5 separate regions of the Sus scrofa genome follow, and regions 1, 3, 4 and 5 are each linked to region 2. The links are chromatin contacts, called in public Hi-C maps. All regions are on one chromosome and are shown on one strand. The core of a region is the stretch at or near the end of the contact, and the rest is flanking DNA. Distances in the headings are between cores, read along the strand shown.

The links. A called contact is a pair of places that touch in the nucleus more often than the background predicts.
Region 1: a Hi-C map of liver shows a contact between it and region 2, with 13 times the contacts expected there. A contact is called at or near these places in 1 of 5 promoter capture datasets (liver), 10 of 47 Hi-C or Micro-C datasets (embryonic fibroblasts, fetal liver, fetal skeletal muscle and 5 more) and 1 of 2 datasets of targeted methods (skeletal muscle).
Region 3: a Hi-C map of embryonic fibroblasts shows a contact between it and region 2, with 3 times the contacts expected there. A contact is called at or near these places in 2 of 5 promoter capture datasets (fetal liver and liver), 13 of 47 Hi-C or Micro-C datasets (alveolar macrophages, embryonic fibroblasts, fetal liver and 8 more) and 1 of 2 datasets of targeted methods (skeletal muscle).
Region 4: a contact with region 2 is called in a Hi-C map of embryonic fibroblasts, with 4 times the contacts expected there. A contact is called at or near these places in 3 of 5 promoter capture datasets (fetal liver, fetal skeletal muscle and liver), 19 of 47 Hi-C or Micro-C datasets (alveolar macrophages, brain, embryonic fibroblasts and 12 more) and 1 of 2 datasets of targeted methods (skeletal muscle).
Region 5: a contact with region 2 is called in a Hi-C map of liver, with 6 times the contacts expected there. A contact is called at or near these places in 3 of 5 promoter capture datasets (fetal liver, fetal skeletal muscle and skeletal muscle), 3 of 47 Hi-C or Micro-C datasets (adipocytes, liver and skeletal muscle) and 1 of 2 datasets of targeted methods (skeletal muscle).

The regions. Positions count from the first base shown.
Region 1 is chr5:12,395,182-12,397,990 of Sscrofa11.1, reverse strand. The region is part of intron 6 of SYN3 (synapsin-3); the gene reads right to left. It overlaps LOC102167235 (a long non-coding RNA gene), which reads left to right. Exons shown (of 3, transcript XR_298408.3): 3 at 1,387-2,809. Among named protein-coding and RNA genes, the nearest start is that of FBXO7, 130 kb to the left of the region's middle.
Region 2 is chr5:12,241,328-12,244,027 of Sscrofa11.1, reverse strand. It overlaps TIMP3 (metalloproteinase inhibitor 3), which reads left to right and starts at 1,429. Exons shown (of 5, transcript XM_003126073.6): 1 at 1,429-1,867. The coding sequence starts at 1,747. The region is part of intron 6 of SYN3 (synapsin-3); the gene reads right to left.
Region 3 is chr5:12,370,528-12,373,227 of Sscrofa11.1, reverse strand. The region is part of intron 6 of SYN3 (synapsin-3); the gene reads right to left. Among named protein-coding and RNA genes, the nearest start is that of TIMP3, 130 kb to the right of the region's middle.
Region 4 is chr5:12,070,812-12,073,511 of Sscrofa11.1, reverse strand. The region is part of intron 2 of SYN3 (synapsin-3); the gene reads right to left. Among named protein-coding and RNA genes, the nearest start is that of MIR9790, 44 kb to the right of the region's middle.
Region 5 is chr5:12,461,463-12,464,177 of Sscrofa11.1, reverse strand. All of the region lies in intron 7 of SYN3 (synapsin-3), which reads right to left. Among named protein-coding and RNA genes, the nearest start is that of FBXO7, 63 kb to the left of the region's middle.

The DNA of each region.
Region 1 (2,809 bases), core at 256-2,755, 150 kb before region 2:
CCTGGACTATGCACAGAGGTCCCGCCCATACTCATCAGGGTCCTCTGCCCTGTATCCTGTGCCTGACCTCTCTATTTTGTCGCCCATCTCTACCTCCTCTGAGCTTCAATTGAAAAAAAAAATCTCTTAGCATTTTTTCCCACCCCCAGCCCCACCTTCGTCAAACCTTGAAAGACCAAATTGGAAGGAGAAGCAGAGAAGAGGAAATTCCTTTTAGGCTGAGTTGCCTGGATTTCCTTTTGCTTTCCACCTCATTTCCGTGAGGGCTACCTTTATTGACTTGAGGTCTGGGTCTGGAGGAAACTAGGGGCTGTATTTGGGGCCATTATTAGTTAAGTTCAAACTCCTTCATTCCCTCGGGGCAGGTGAGAGGGAGCCTGGCTGCGGCAGGGGGGAAGGACGGCCCTCAGAGGAAAGCAGCTGGAATGCGTTTTCTCACAGTCACACTTTAGTTAATATCCCAGAAAGTCAGAGCTGGGAGGAACTTACAGATCAGTATGTCCAAAAGGCTCTGACCCTGGGCTCCCTTGCCAGGCTACACGGGAGGTGGACCTCAAGATACTGGATGCAAAAATGTTCCCCTGTGTCTGCGAAGAATTGCATTTTTTTAGGGGAGATTCTATGGACTTCTGTTTCTACAAGGGAGCTTAGACAATTCCTTCTGAAAGTTCAGAACACTGGATACTTCTTGTTTATCTTGTTTTTTTGTTTGTTTGTTTTGTTTTTGTTTTTTGTAGAAGGGGAAATGGAGGCCCAGAGAGGGGAGGTGTCATGCTTAAGGTCACTGATGTGATGGAGCTTGGGTTAGAGCCCAGCAGAAGTAGGGGTCAGGGAGACTTGTTCCCCCTGAACCTATTTTCCCAAAACGGGGCCTTTTCAACAGTGTTTACCACCAAAGGTTGACCAGATAACTGTTACAAGTAAGATTAAAGGCTAGCAGAAGCATGAAGGCAAGATTGTGAATCACGGGAGAAGTATGGTTGACGGTTTTAAATATGCAACCAATCAATGGCTGCACCTCATCACCCCAGCCTGCCCAGCCAAGCCCGACTGGCAGACCTGGATATGCCCCTGGATCCCTCGAATCCAGGAGGCTACTCCCCAATCCATGCTCTCTCCTCCTAGTCATCCATTCAGCAAATATTTATTGATCTTTCAACTGTGTACAGATGCCAGGATATAGCAGGGAGCAAAGTTCCTGCCTTTGTGGCACTTACTCCAATTTAACTGGTGACATCTTTATATTAATGGGAGAGGACTTGGGTCCAGGGTGGAGTGGCATAGCTTTGCTGGAAAAAGGCTCCTCCTTGAGCTTTGAGGTGCCCCCTCCCTCCCCAAGAGAGGGTTCTGACGGGAAGAGATGACACTAATACTCATTTGTTTCAGATTCGACATCCTCCATCTCAACAGGGTCCCCGAGGTTTTCCTGACTCCAAGGACACTGCAGATTCCCAGCTCATAACAAATGATGTTCATGCACATGCCAGCCCTTTCTTTCTATGAGGCAATCCTCAGAGGCCTTTGCCAAGATAAACTGTTTGGCCTTCTGCCTTGAAAGTCGATCCTCTTCTGCGTCTGATTATTGCTTTTCTGAAACACAGGGACAATGACATCATTGCTCCCTCCCTGGTTTGGGGATTTGATGGTCAGCATGAAGTCAGGGTTTGGAATGGTGCCTGCTCTTTGCCAATGTCCACGGGCGGGGGTGGCCTGGAGTAAAGCAAGCTCGTGAGGGGGAGGTGGGTGCCGTGAGGTCCCCAGGGGCTGGGGGTTGGGGGCAGATTCGCTTTTCATTCTGTTGCCAGCATCCGGGTCTGCCTTGTTGTATATGGGATAGGCAGTATTCTGATGAGGGCTGAGCTGACATTCAATGGATACACACCTGCCTGGCTGTACCCATTATTACAATGGTTAAATACCTTCGTTCCCATTGGTAGTCATTTGTGGGGTGCCTTCCCACCACCTCAGCTTCTCTGGCCTCTCCCTGGGCCAACATCCTAGAATTCCCACCATCTAGCACCTCCAGGGACCTATCCAGTAGCCCTCTGATGGTCGATGCCTGTGCCACACTGTAGGTAAAATATGCTTACTACTCCTCACAGAGGGATGGGAGAACTTTGGCTGGTCTGTTGGCTAGATGCCTGCAGGAGGCCATTGCCATGTGAGTTAGGGTCAAAGTCTGTTTCTTGGGCTCCCAGGCCTGGAACCTGTCAACAGAAATTCCCTCTTGCCACTGTGGGGCATGGTCCTTGCATAATCAAGGGTTAATAGTTCCTCTGCTAGAGGTTAGAAGGCACTGCAGAGGTTATTCCCGTCCACCCGACTCTTTGCACAGAGAACCTTCAGCTCAGAAGGGAAGTCATTTGTTCAAGTCATAGCAAGTTGGTGACCCATCCAAGCCTTCTGACTGTCATGATAGCCAAGGGAACATTTCCCATACCCCAAAGGGACTGTGCCTGGGGTAAAAATCAGGAATTACTGAAGCGGTTTATTTAGTCCATCTAGAGCACAATTTCTCCCAAAATGAAAAGCAAGGCAGTGTCAAGCTGCAATGAGAGAGCTCGGGGGCCAGGGGTGGTAAACTTGAATGCCCGGGGGCCAAGGAGTGACAGATGCCAGGGAGGAGGAGGCAAGCAAAGACCATGAAGACGTTTGAAACATTCTACCCTCGTAGGCTCCCTTTCTGCACCAGGTCCATTTAGCAGAATGGTCATTGTCTTCTCTAGTTTGTGTGGATTTCAAACTTAGCCCTGGCCAGGCACAATCATATTACCCAGTAACCTGGCAGGTACCTATGCAGAGGTCTCGA
Region 2 (2,700 bases), core at 180-2,679:
CCTCTTTCCAAAAGGGATGAGTTGGGAGAGAAAGGGAGAGAGACAGAGTAGAAAGAAAACTCCAGATGCAAAGGGGCATTTGGGTAGTTAGAGCTAACTGCTGCTAAGGTCCAAGAAAATAAATGCCCCTCTTAAGGTGGCAGCGGTGAATCGAGTTCCTGGATGGTTGCCAAGTCACGTCACTTTACTGTGCCAGTTTCCTCATCTGGAAAGTGTGAATAATACTTTGTGCTTTTCCTATCTAAAAGGATTATTGTGAGATGTAATGAGGTGAGGTGTGAAAAATATAAGGCGGGATCAATGTGTTACCGAATAATAAAAACGGTCATAGTATTAGTTATTAGCAGTTATCCATTACAGCTAATAGTTCTCCATGATCTACTTTTATCCCAGTTTGGGGTCAGTTCACCCCAAATTCTTTGCTAAAGGATGGAAACCTGTCTGCCCTAGATGGGGTTACTCCTTTCTCCTGCCCTTTCTATTTAACTGTTTTTTTTTTTTTTTTTTTTTTTTTTTTTTTTTTTTAAATAAGCTCAGGGCTTTTGCACTTGATGTTCTCTCCACCAAGACTGCCACATGGCTGAGGCTTTCATTCTCATCTCAGCCAGGATGTCACCTCCTCAGCCAGACTTCTTCTTATTATCCCATAGACAGCAGCGCCCTTCCTAGTCCTTTCTAGCTCATTATTCTGTTTTATTTTCTTCATGGCACCTTAGAAAATCACCCTATGTATTTACTGATGTATATAGCCTGCAGTTCCATAGGAGTAGTTTCTTTTGCTCATGCCAGCATCCAGAACAATGTTTGTTGAATGACTTCACAATTTACTCTGTCTGAACCCAGGAAACAATCTTTTATTACTGTTAGCTCCAAAAAGCAGATGGCTCCCTTCCATGCAGGAAAGTCAGGGATGGAGGTAAGGGGTGTAGCGGGGGTGTGTGGTGATAGGTCATCAACCTAGTTCTTTCCCCAGAGTCTGCACTCTCCAGAGAAGGTAGAGAGCCATCAGCTATCCTTTCCACCAGCCACAAAATCTCCAGGGCCAGGGCCACCTCTAACCTGCCAGAGGGGTTGGTGCTGGAGTGGATGGCAGTTGATTCTGGTTTGGGTCAGAGGCTCCCAGAGGGCAGGGTGGGCAAGAGGCGAGGGTGCAGGCAAGAAGCGGACGGGGGCGCCGCTCTGACGGCCTCTCTGCAAGCGCGTATCAGAGGCACGTCCAGCCCACCCACTCGCGTGCCCATAGCAGCATTATTCCCTATAAGGATCTGAACTGTCCGGGGGCGGCCCCGCCCCGTCGCCCCGAGCCCCCAGCCCCGCCCCCTTTTTGGAGGGCCGATGAGGTAATGCGCCTCTGCCATTGGTCGGAGGGGGCGGGCCCCGCGCTCCGGAGAGGGGCGTGCCGGGGGGACGCGCTCTATATCACCCGGCCGCCGGGCTGCGGCGCAGAGCGGGCAGCAGGCGGGCGCTGGGACAGCTTCTTCTCCTCCTGCTCCTCGGGCTTCTCCAGCTCTTGCTACAGCTCCCGCTTCTTCGCCCAGAGTGACTGCCCACTCGCCGAATCGTGTGCCAGCGCCGAGGCAACCTCGCCTCACCCCAGCCCGTCCCGCTGGGCACTCGGAGGGCGGCGTACCCGAAGCCAAAGTTGCTCCACACGGCCGGGCGGGCGAGCTCAGGCTGCAGCGACCCCGCCAGCGGCGTGTACCGCAACTTTGGAGAGGCGAAAGCAGCCCGGCAGCGGCAGCGGCAATGACTCCCTGGCTCGGGCTTGTCGTGCTCCTGGGCAGCTGGAGTCTGGGGGACTGGGGCGCCGAGGCGTGCACATGCTCGCCCAGTCACCCCCAGGACGCCTTCTGCAACTCTGACATCGGTAAGCGCTCCGGGTGTCCCCGCAGGAGCCCCCGCGGTTCTCGCTCGCGCGCTGCAGCCAGACTTGGGTGTTGCTCTGGGTGGCATGGCGAACCCCTCTCCTTTTCTCTGCCTAGGCTCGGGCGGGTTGGAGATACTCAGGTTCCTGCGGCGGGGGCTCTGGCTTGACCGAGGGGGGAGATGCCCTGCAGAGAAATCCACTGGACCAGAGTGAACCCCTTGTAACTATGCTCTTTTAGGGCGTGAGGTCCCTAATAGTCCTTTTGACATCTGGAAAATTTCCTTTTTCTCTTGGGAGGATGGGCTGGGGGAGCAAGGTGGGGAGAGTGTTTCTAAAACTTGGAATGCCAACTAAAACGCTGCGACGGTGAATCTTTAAAAAAAGAAAAAAAAAAAAAAAGAAAAAAAAAGAAAAGAAAAAGAAAAAAGAAAAAAGAAAAGTCGCCAGACTTGTACAGGGAAAGTTGCAGGAGAAACTTGAAGTTTTCTGAGTTTGCCTCATCTCCTGCACCCATGAATTTAATTCTTTTCAATGAGACCCAACCGAGCCTCACACTCCCTAGGCAAGTGCTAACTGAGCTTCTTGGCCTGACCAGTTTGGGTAGATTTAAGGAGAAAAATGAGAAGAAAGCCTTGGGGTTGACCCTCCCCAGAGAAACTGTGTTTGAGAGTGTTGATAGCAAGCAGAAGGTGGCGTGTGTGAGGGATCACTTATCATATAGCTGTGAGAATTCACAGGAAGGTTATTTTTTTTTTCCTTGAATGTGTGTGGGGAGGGGGACACAGCAATGGAAAACGGATTTGTCACCAAGAGAACAAAGATGCCAGGGGTCA
Region 3 (2,700 bases), core at 13-2,512, 130 kb before region 2:
AGGTTCCCGCTGAACGACCTTAGGTAGTCATTTTACATTTCTGGGGATGTTCTCAAGAAAAAGGAGGCTCTACTAGACAATACAAGACAAACTCTATATTCTCCTCCAGCAAACAATGTTCCTGTTTCTAGAACTTTAGATTTAAGTGTTTTATTTCATTTCATTCACTTGTTCAACCTGTATTTGCTTGGCCAGGCACTATGCTAGGTGCTAGATACACATGGACACAAGACAGAGAGGGCCCTTGCTATCATTCTGGCTGATTATCTACAGTAATTGATTCTGTTTAATATCTACATGCTGAGCACCTATTACCTGCCTGACCTTCCAGTAGAAGCTAGGAGAGATATAGAGAAAGTTAAGATATGATGCTTGCTCTAAAGAAGATTTTCATCCAAATCCACCTTCTGAAGGTGAGACTTCAGTCAGCTGATGTGGACAGGGGAAGTGCCTAAAATGTGCTCCTTTTACCCTTCACCTGTAACTGCAATCAGGTAAGTAGCCATGCCTGACCCTGTTCTTTGAAGAATTGCTTCCAGGCCAATCGTCTCTAAGTTCCCCAGAGGCACTCGTTGTGAAACGGGCAAGGCTCGCTGTGCCCACAAGGTGGCGGCATTCTAAAACAGTCCCAACTGCTGGGGTGTCTGGGAAACAGCGCCTTCTGTTGGCATGGAGGGGAGAGACCACTTCATCTACTTTAGGGGCTGCGAGTGGGTCTCATCTCCAGGGTTCAGTCGAGGTACTGACTTAGAAAGTCCTGGGACCAGGGGCTGAAGGGAGAGGGTGTTGGTGGATGGACTAAGGAAGATGGCGCTAAATGTTGCCTTATTCAATCCAACAAACCTTTCTTGTGCCCTCCCTGAGTTCCTCTGTCCCAAGTCTGTCTGAAGATCTCCTCTGGGTCACTCCCGTCTGAGCACCTGCCACACTGAATTTGCATCACTGACTTCCCTAGTCTTTCTCTTTTGTATGGCTGGGGCCACATCCATTTCCTCTTGGAATCCCTAGTGCCTACACAAAATGTGGCCCAGAGTTGGGATTAAACTCTTTGTCCAATGAGTGAAGCCTATTCTAAGCAAGAAATTAAAACAGACTCTGACTTGAGTACCACTGTGTTGAGGGCACCCCAGGCCATTCACATCCTCATCTTCAAAGGCAGAAATTGCAAGATGGGCGACCAGGAGATGCAGTCTGAGATACCTTCATGTGAGTCACTGGAGGACTGGCCAGGATCCACTTTACATCTACGTCTGTCCAAAAGCTGTCAGCCCTGCCCACATCAGCCAGGGAATCAAGGTGGAGAAGACGGAAAACCTAGATCGGCTGAGTCCGGTGTGCACTGGAGAAAACTGCGGCCTTTAAACTGGATTTTCACCTCACTTTCAACTCTGACCAGGGAGGGGCCATGGTTTTAGTTCTGTAAGGAGGGGTCCACTAGTTGCAACAAGCAGGTTCAACCTGCCTCTTTGTCTCCTTGCATCCAGGCCTCTCCATTCTGTGGCTGGAGCTCCAGCAAAGAGGAAAGCAGGCAGAGGCACTCTGAAGGGCCCAACCTCCTTGCATTCCAGCCCTGACCAAAGCCAGCCCAGGAACAAGTGGAGAGCCTCTCTTGGAGGAAGTGATTCAGAAACCACGATGGTCTGGCGGCCCGCCGTGACTCACAGCACATCAATGGGGGAATTGTCTGTGGAAGCTGAGAATACCAAAGCTCTTTTCTTTCCTTCCTTTCTTTTTTTTCTTTCTTTTTTGCCCTCCCCTTGGCAGCATTGCGCAACACCAGAGCTGCCCAGAAACATGTGTTTCTCATCACTGGCTCCAATAGCCGTCTTGGAGGACTGGGGAGAAAACAAGACTGAGAGGGAAGAGACCACAAGGGGAACTGCAGTGGTTAAAGAGGGGTGGGGGGCTTCTTTTTCAGCACACCCGAGTCCTATTTCAACTTCCCCATCAACACCAGGATCTCTAAAGAGCATCTGGAATGGCAGAGAATAGAATTTTGAATCAGGGAGAAAACTTAGAGTCTGTCTCTTCCAATATCTTCATCTATAGGTGAGGAAACTGAGGCCCCAAGAAGGGAAGGAAGTGGCTTGCCGAATACTCTACAGCCACATTACCTCTTGCATTTTCCAAAAGCAACTGCATTTTCCCGTACCTCAAGTTAGGAAATGTAGTTTGACGAAGGATGATTTTCTTTATTTCATGAATAGTGAAAAACGAGAAGTCATACTAAATTTTGTTATAAATCTGTCAATTGTTCCTTCCCCCCTTATCTACCAGTCTCAGGAAACTGCTCTGCACAAGGTCACTTGTGAGATCATTTGCAAATTCTATAGTCCTTTTGGCAATTCTCATTTGATTGGCTATCTCTGTAGCATATGACATTGGTGCCTACTGGCTTCTAGGTAGCACCCCCCTGCTTTCCCTTCCTACCTCTGTAGCTGCTTCTTTTCATCATTCTTGCTCCCTCCACTGGCTCTTAAACGTCCAAATTGCATAGGGTTCTGTCATAGGCCTTCTTTTCTTTTTAATTCATATTCATGTTCATGGTTTTAGCAACTACCAATTAGCTGATGACTCCCAGACCTTATCTACAGCCCGTTAATATTTCCTTAGCTACAGATGTCTGTATATAGCTGCATTCTCAGCACCTTCTTTGGATGCCCCAAAATGAACTCACCATTTCCCTCCAAAGCTCTTTGA
Region 4 (2,700 bases), core at 97-2,596, 170 kb after region 2:
GGACCACCCGACATGATCCCAGCATCACCACTCGCTCGCTGTGCAACCTTGGGTAACTCACTCAGCATCCATGTGCCTCAGCTTCCACATCTGGAAAGCCGGGATAATCACAGTAATTATTCCACATGGATGTTAAATGAGGATTAAATGAGACACGACGTACAAGGCACTTAGAATGGTTCCTGGCACATAGTAAGCTCCAAAGTATACAGCCCAGGGCCTGAAACAGAATTGACAATGACAACAAAGAACCACTGAGTGTTTACTCTGTGGCTCCGGGCGCCATGTGCAGGGACCCCAAATGTAATCTTTACCCTTATGGAGGTTACAGAATGGAACACCTCATGTTGATCTGTCCCATCAGTGCAATAAGTGATTGATGATGATGCTGACGATAAACAGGTGGCACTGGCATAGAAGGCCTGCGCACCCATCATATCCCTCCTCCTATTGACCCCAGTGTCAACCCCTAGGAACAGTAGGGCTGGGACCAGTCCCCACAAGCTCAAAGTCACACAGAGCCCCTAAGCAGCAATGGTGAGGCAGATCTTGTGCTTTAAGATTTTTAGGATTCGGTCCAGACCCTCTAGGTCCTTCATAATCTGGACCCTGCTGACCTATGGCCCATGTCTTCTCCTGTTTTCTGTTCACCTCATGAGCACACTCAACTTCCTGTGACTCCTGTGCTTGTAGGATTCTGAGTCTTTGCATGTGCTGCTGTCTCCTCTGCTTGGTTACCTCTTTCTGTTTCCTTGAAAGCACCCCCCTAACAAGGCTGGGTTCGTATTCCTCCTCTGAGCTCCCATGGGGGCTTTGCTTAACAACCCTATAACACATACCACTCCGTGTTGGAATCACATGTTGTTTGCTGTCCCCTGCCCCCACAAACCTAGTCTGTGAGCTCCTGGAAACCCGAAACCGTGTCTCAGTGCTCACTGAATCCCCAGTATCCGGCACAACGTGCCAGGGCACAGGCACATGTCTAAGGAATGTTTGCTGACTGGGTAAATGAATAATGTTTCCAGGGAGAGGCCATGGGGCATCCCCTGCTCCAGGTGCTCTACTGCCATCTACTGGTACACTGTTGTAACACACAAATCCACACCCATCACAAAGTGGGGTCACCATTCAGGGTCCAACATGCACAACCAGCAGCCCTTAACGTGATCCTAGCTGGGAACCCAGAACATGCTGCCCTACACCAATACCACCCAAGCAGCTCTGGCCTCCATGGGCCTCACCTTCCCAGGAAAAACACTTGTTTGGGCAAGAAACACTTGCCCATCTCTGGAATGTTTACTGCAGGGCCTGCCAGACGGACTCAGGCTGAAGCTGAGGGTCAGGCGGTCCATCCCCCTGCCTGGCCGGGAGTCAGAAGTCTGTCTCCTGACAGGCCACACAGACTGCTGCCTCCTTGCCTGGGGCTCATTCAGGCTTGAGCAGCCTCTGAACAGTTCTGTCTGGCAGAGGGAAGGGTAGGGATGGTCTGGAATTCTAGATGCCTTGGGGGCTGGGGTTGCTGCCTCTATAATTGCCTGGCTATTTGACCTCAGGCAAAATGGATGACCCCACTGTGCCTGAGGGCTCTGTTTCCCTCATGCAGGCCTCTTCCTAATGCCCTAATATGTTATCCTCATAATGAGCTCCCTGAATACGCAGGCCAATCAGTCAAGTCCTTGGCCTTGGGAAGGGGTGGGGGGGAGCTCTTGATTCTATAAAGCTTCCATCTCTGTGGGTGGTCTCATATTTTACTGCCACATCAGAGGCACCAGGAAGGAGAATATTATAAAACCAGTGCTGCCTGGGGTGGGAAATCCCTGGTTTGGGGAGGCGGGATGTGGTGTGTGAGCAAGATTTATGGGGAGAGATACCGAGCTCTTTCATGGCTGTAGCAGGGGCAGAAGGAAGAGGAAAATTAGCACAAACAGGATCCACCTGTGTCCAAGCAGCGTCTTTCTAATAAATCCGTCTGGGATGGAGAGTCAGTGTGGCTAGGCCTTGGCGATGCCCTTACCAGGGAAGAGGGGTCAGGAAAGTTCTGTCTCAGGCAGAGCCCTGCCTGTTGGGGGGGTAGCGGGGGGCAGGGAGGCAGGGATCCAGCTCTAGAAACAGATTTTCATGTTTCTGATGCAACTGCAACATGTCCGTTGCACATTTGCAGCCTGGACAGAGCTGGGGGAGATGGATGACAGACCCCATAGGAGAACTCTGAAGGTGGACACCCTCAGGGTTTTCCCAGTTAGCAAGATGAGGAGGGGCACATGCCAGGTTGGATGGGTGGAGGTGTGGCAAAAGCAGGGCCAACTCAGAGATACAATTCTAGCTCCATTTATTTACTCCCAAGAATAACTAAAACTCCTGGTCCCCTCCCACTCCCAGATGGGGCCCACCAATGACAGAACAGCCTTGTCATACCTCTTTGCAACTGGGGGGCTCCAGTGAGTTAGAATGGGGGGCACCCTCTGAGGGTAACAAGGCTCCTCATTCCTGCACAGGGATCTGTGAAGGTAAGGTTGGTCAGACTAGGGTCCCAGGCCACAGGATGTGCTGAGGTCTCCCCACTGGTTTCTGATAGCAATAAGGAAGACTTGTATGGGCAGGTGTCTGGTCACAATCACATCATTTATTCACTCCCTCATTTAACCACTATTTACTGAGCCCCGTAAGGACTAGGCACCCTACTAGGCTTGGGGAGGGGAG
Region 5 (2,715 bases), core at 83-2,582, 220 kb before region 2:
TTGCTCTGTGGTCTCTCTCTCTGGTAATAATTAGTTGGTTGAGCCGGCTGGATTTTCAGGCCACTCCTAGTTCGAGATAATAAAACCATAACCCTGGCACACAAATGGATATTTATTTTTCTGTTTTTATAACAGGAAGGCAGACATCCAGCTCATTCCAAAGTGGTACACACTGGTTAAGAAACTAGTTAGAGGGAGTGAAGGAGACAATCTAATCTCTTTTTTCCCCTCCCAGTAAAATTTTCCCAGTCTTGGAGCTCCTGGATTCTGAAGGCGGGACTATATGTAGGTTCTGTGCTTATATCATTACCATCAGGCCATGTTCACAGAGTTTAGCTCAGAATTAATTCCTGAGCTTGGCATCAAAAGCTTAAAAGAGGTAAATGGGAGCTGCAGATAACCTAATGCAGGAGTTCCCAAGCTTTCTTAATTGACGGTGCCCGTCTCAGGAGCGATTTCACAGCATTCTAAGGCCAAAACAAGTACCAAGTGGTACTTGTTAAGGAGTTAGCACTAAATAGCTTAATAAATATTTATGTCCTAATAACTTAGTAACTGAAATACACAATTAACATATTTTTATTTCATTCTTAAATAACTACAATTACTTACAAGTGGGATGTGTACAAATTCCCAAACCTAAGAATCATAGTGGAAACTTCGGCCGCGTTTCCTGTTTCACGCTGATTTTCATATAGTAATTGCCTTTTAGCACAACCATCATCAAAATCCCACTTTTGCAAATATGTGACGTCACTGAAAGGAACATGCTGTGATCTAATGTTGAAACTGTGAACCACCTCGGCTAGTAATTTGCATGGTGTCTAACCGATGCCGAGAACTACCGAGTTTCCCTTAGAAAAATTAAAATATACTCTGCTGCCCTAGGGCATTGGGTGCAGGGTCTGGGAATCGTGGGCTTAATGTTATTACTTTTGACATCCTCCCCCAGCAGTGAATAATACAAGCCTCTGGTGCAACATCCCTGGCGAAGAGCCAGTCCGCTCCTCATGTGAAACGTGGGTCTGAGAAACCCATGGGGGTGGGATATTCAAGAAGCCTGTTTGTACTTTAAACCAGTCCCTACTTTAGGGAAATTATAGGCACATTGTGCTTTTTAAAATGATATAAATTCTATTTGAGATTGATTCATCAGGACCATGCTCTTAGCTCAAATGTGGGTTATCAGTGAGAGTAAGAAGATGATTTGGACTAGTCCTTAAACATATCTGAAATAAATTAAAATGTTGTCTAAATGCTGTATTGAACAGAGAGTCAAGGCATAATTCCAGCCACTGAGGAGTTCATAGTCCATGGGAGAGAGAGACACATGGACGGATGATTGCAATAGAGGCCAGTGCAGGAGGTCAGGCTTGCAGCATAGGGACCCTGATGCACCCTGGGGTTGGTTCCCGGGAAGGTTCCCCAGGTTAGGTGATGAATTCCAGTCTAATTTTCTTTGTTGTGATGATGAAGAGGAGGTGAATTTAAATCCCAAAGTCTTTTTTAAAATCAAAAAGTAACAGTTTGCCGTGGATGTTGGCATGGGGCTTTCTACATATATTTTCACATGTATTCTTTCAAGATATCTATTTCTTTCTTTTTCTTTTTGCTTTCAATGGCAGCACCCACATCATATGCAGGTTCCCAGGCTAGTGGTCAAATAGGAGCTGTAGCCACAGCCACAGAGACATGGGGCTGAGCCACATACGTGACCTACACCACAGCTCACGGCAATGCTAGATCCCTGACCAGGGGATTGAACCTGAGTCCTCATGGATACTAGTTGGGTTTGTTGTCACTAAGCCATGATAGGAACTCCCAAGATATCTATTTCTTATTGTGCACTAACTATGTGCCAGGAACTGTACTACACTGCTTACATATATTTAATCTTCACAAACAACCTTAAGAGCTTCCAGCCGTGATGTAACCACATGAGCCCTGTCTCTGTAAACAGCTATAAAACTGTAAAAAATTAACAAGGCAACTGTTCTGAGGGAGGGGGGAGAGGCAGTGCAAGCCTGATCCCTGAGACAAGGGACCTCAGGAGGTGGGTCCTACGTCTGCCCGGCCCCTTTTGCAGCCTCCTCTCGGGGGCTCTGCACAGCCTGAGACATGCACTGGCCTCCTGGCACTTCCTCCACTACCCCAGCTCCTCCTGCCTTTGGGCTTTTGCACACACTGTTCTCTCTGGAAGGTTCTTCCCTCTTGTTCCTGCACAGCTGGCTTATTCCCATTCCTCACACCTTTGCTTACATGTCACCACCTCAGAAGTTTCTCCGACAGCTCTACTCTATTTTTCTCTGTGTTAACAACCTGACTTTCTGCTTAGTGCTGAGGAAAGTTTATAATTGTGTATTTGCTTATTGATACCCCATGTGCCTCTCCCACTAGCCCATGATTTCTATAGCCAGTGCCAGCATGGTACCTGGCATGCAGTAGGTGCTCAATACAGAGCTATTGACTGAAGGAAGGAAGGATGTTTTAGATTGGCCCCTCCCCTTCCTCCAGGAGGTGGGGGAAATGGGGAGTTAAGTGGAAGTGGGAAGACTGGGAATTTTTCAAAATTACTGAAACCCAGAGACCACATAGGGCAGATCCGAGACAGCTTCATGCAGGATGTGGGACTTGAAGACAATGTATGTCCACTCAGTTGATCCTCCCAGTGACCTTGAGAGGGAGATGTTATCCTCCCCATCTCACAGATGAGGC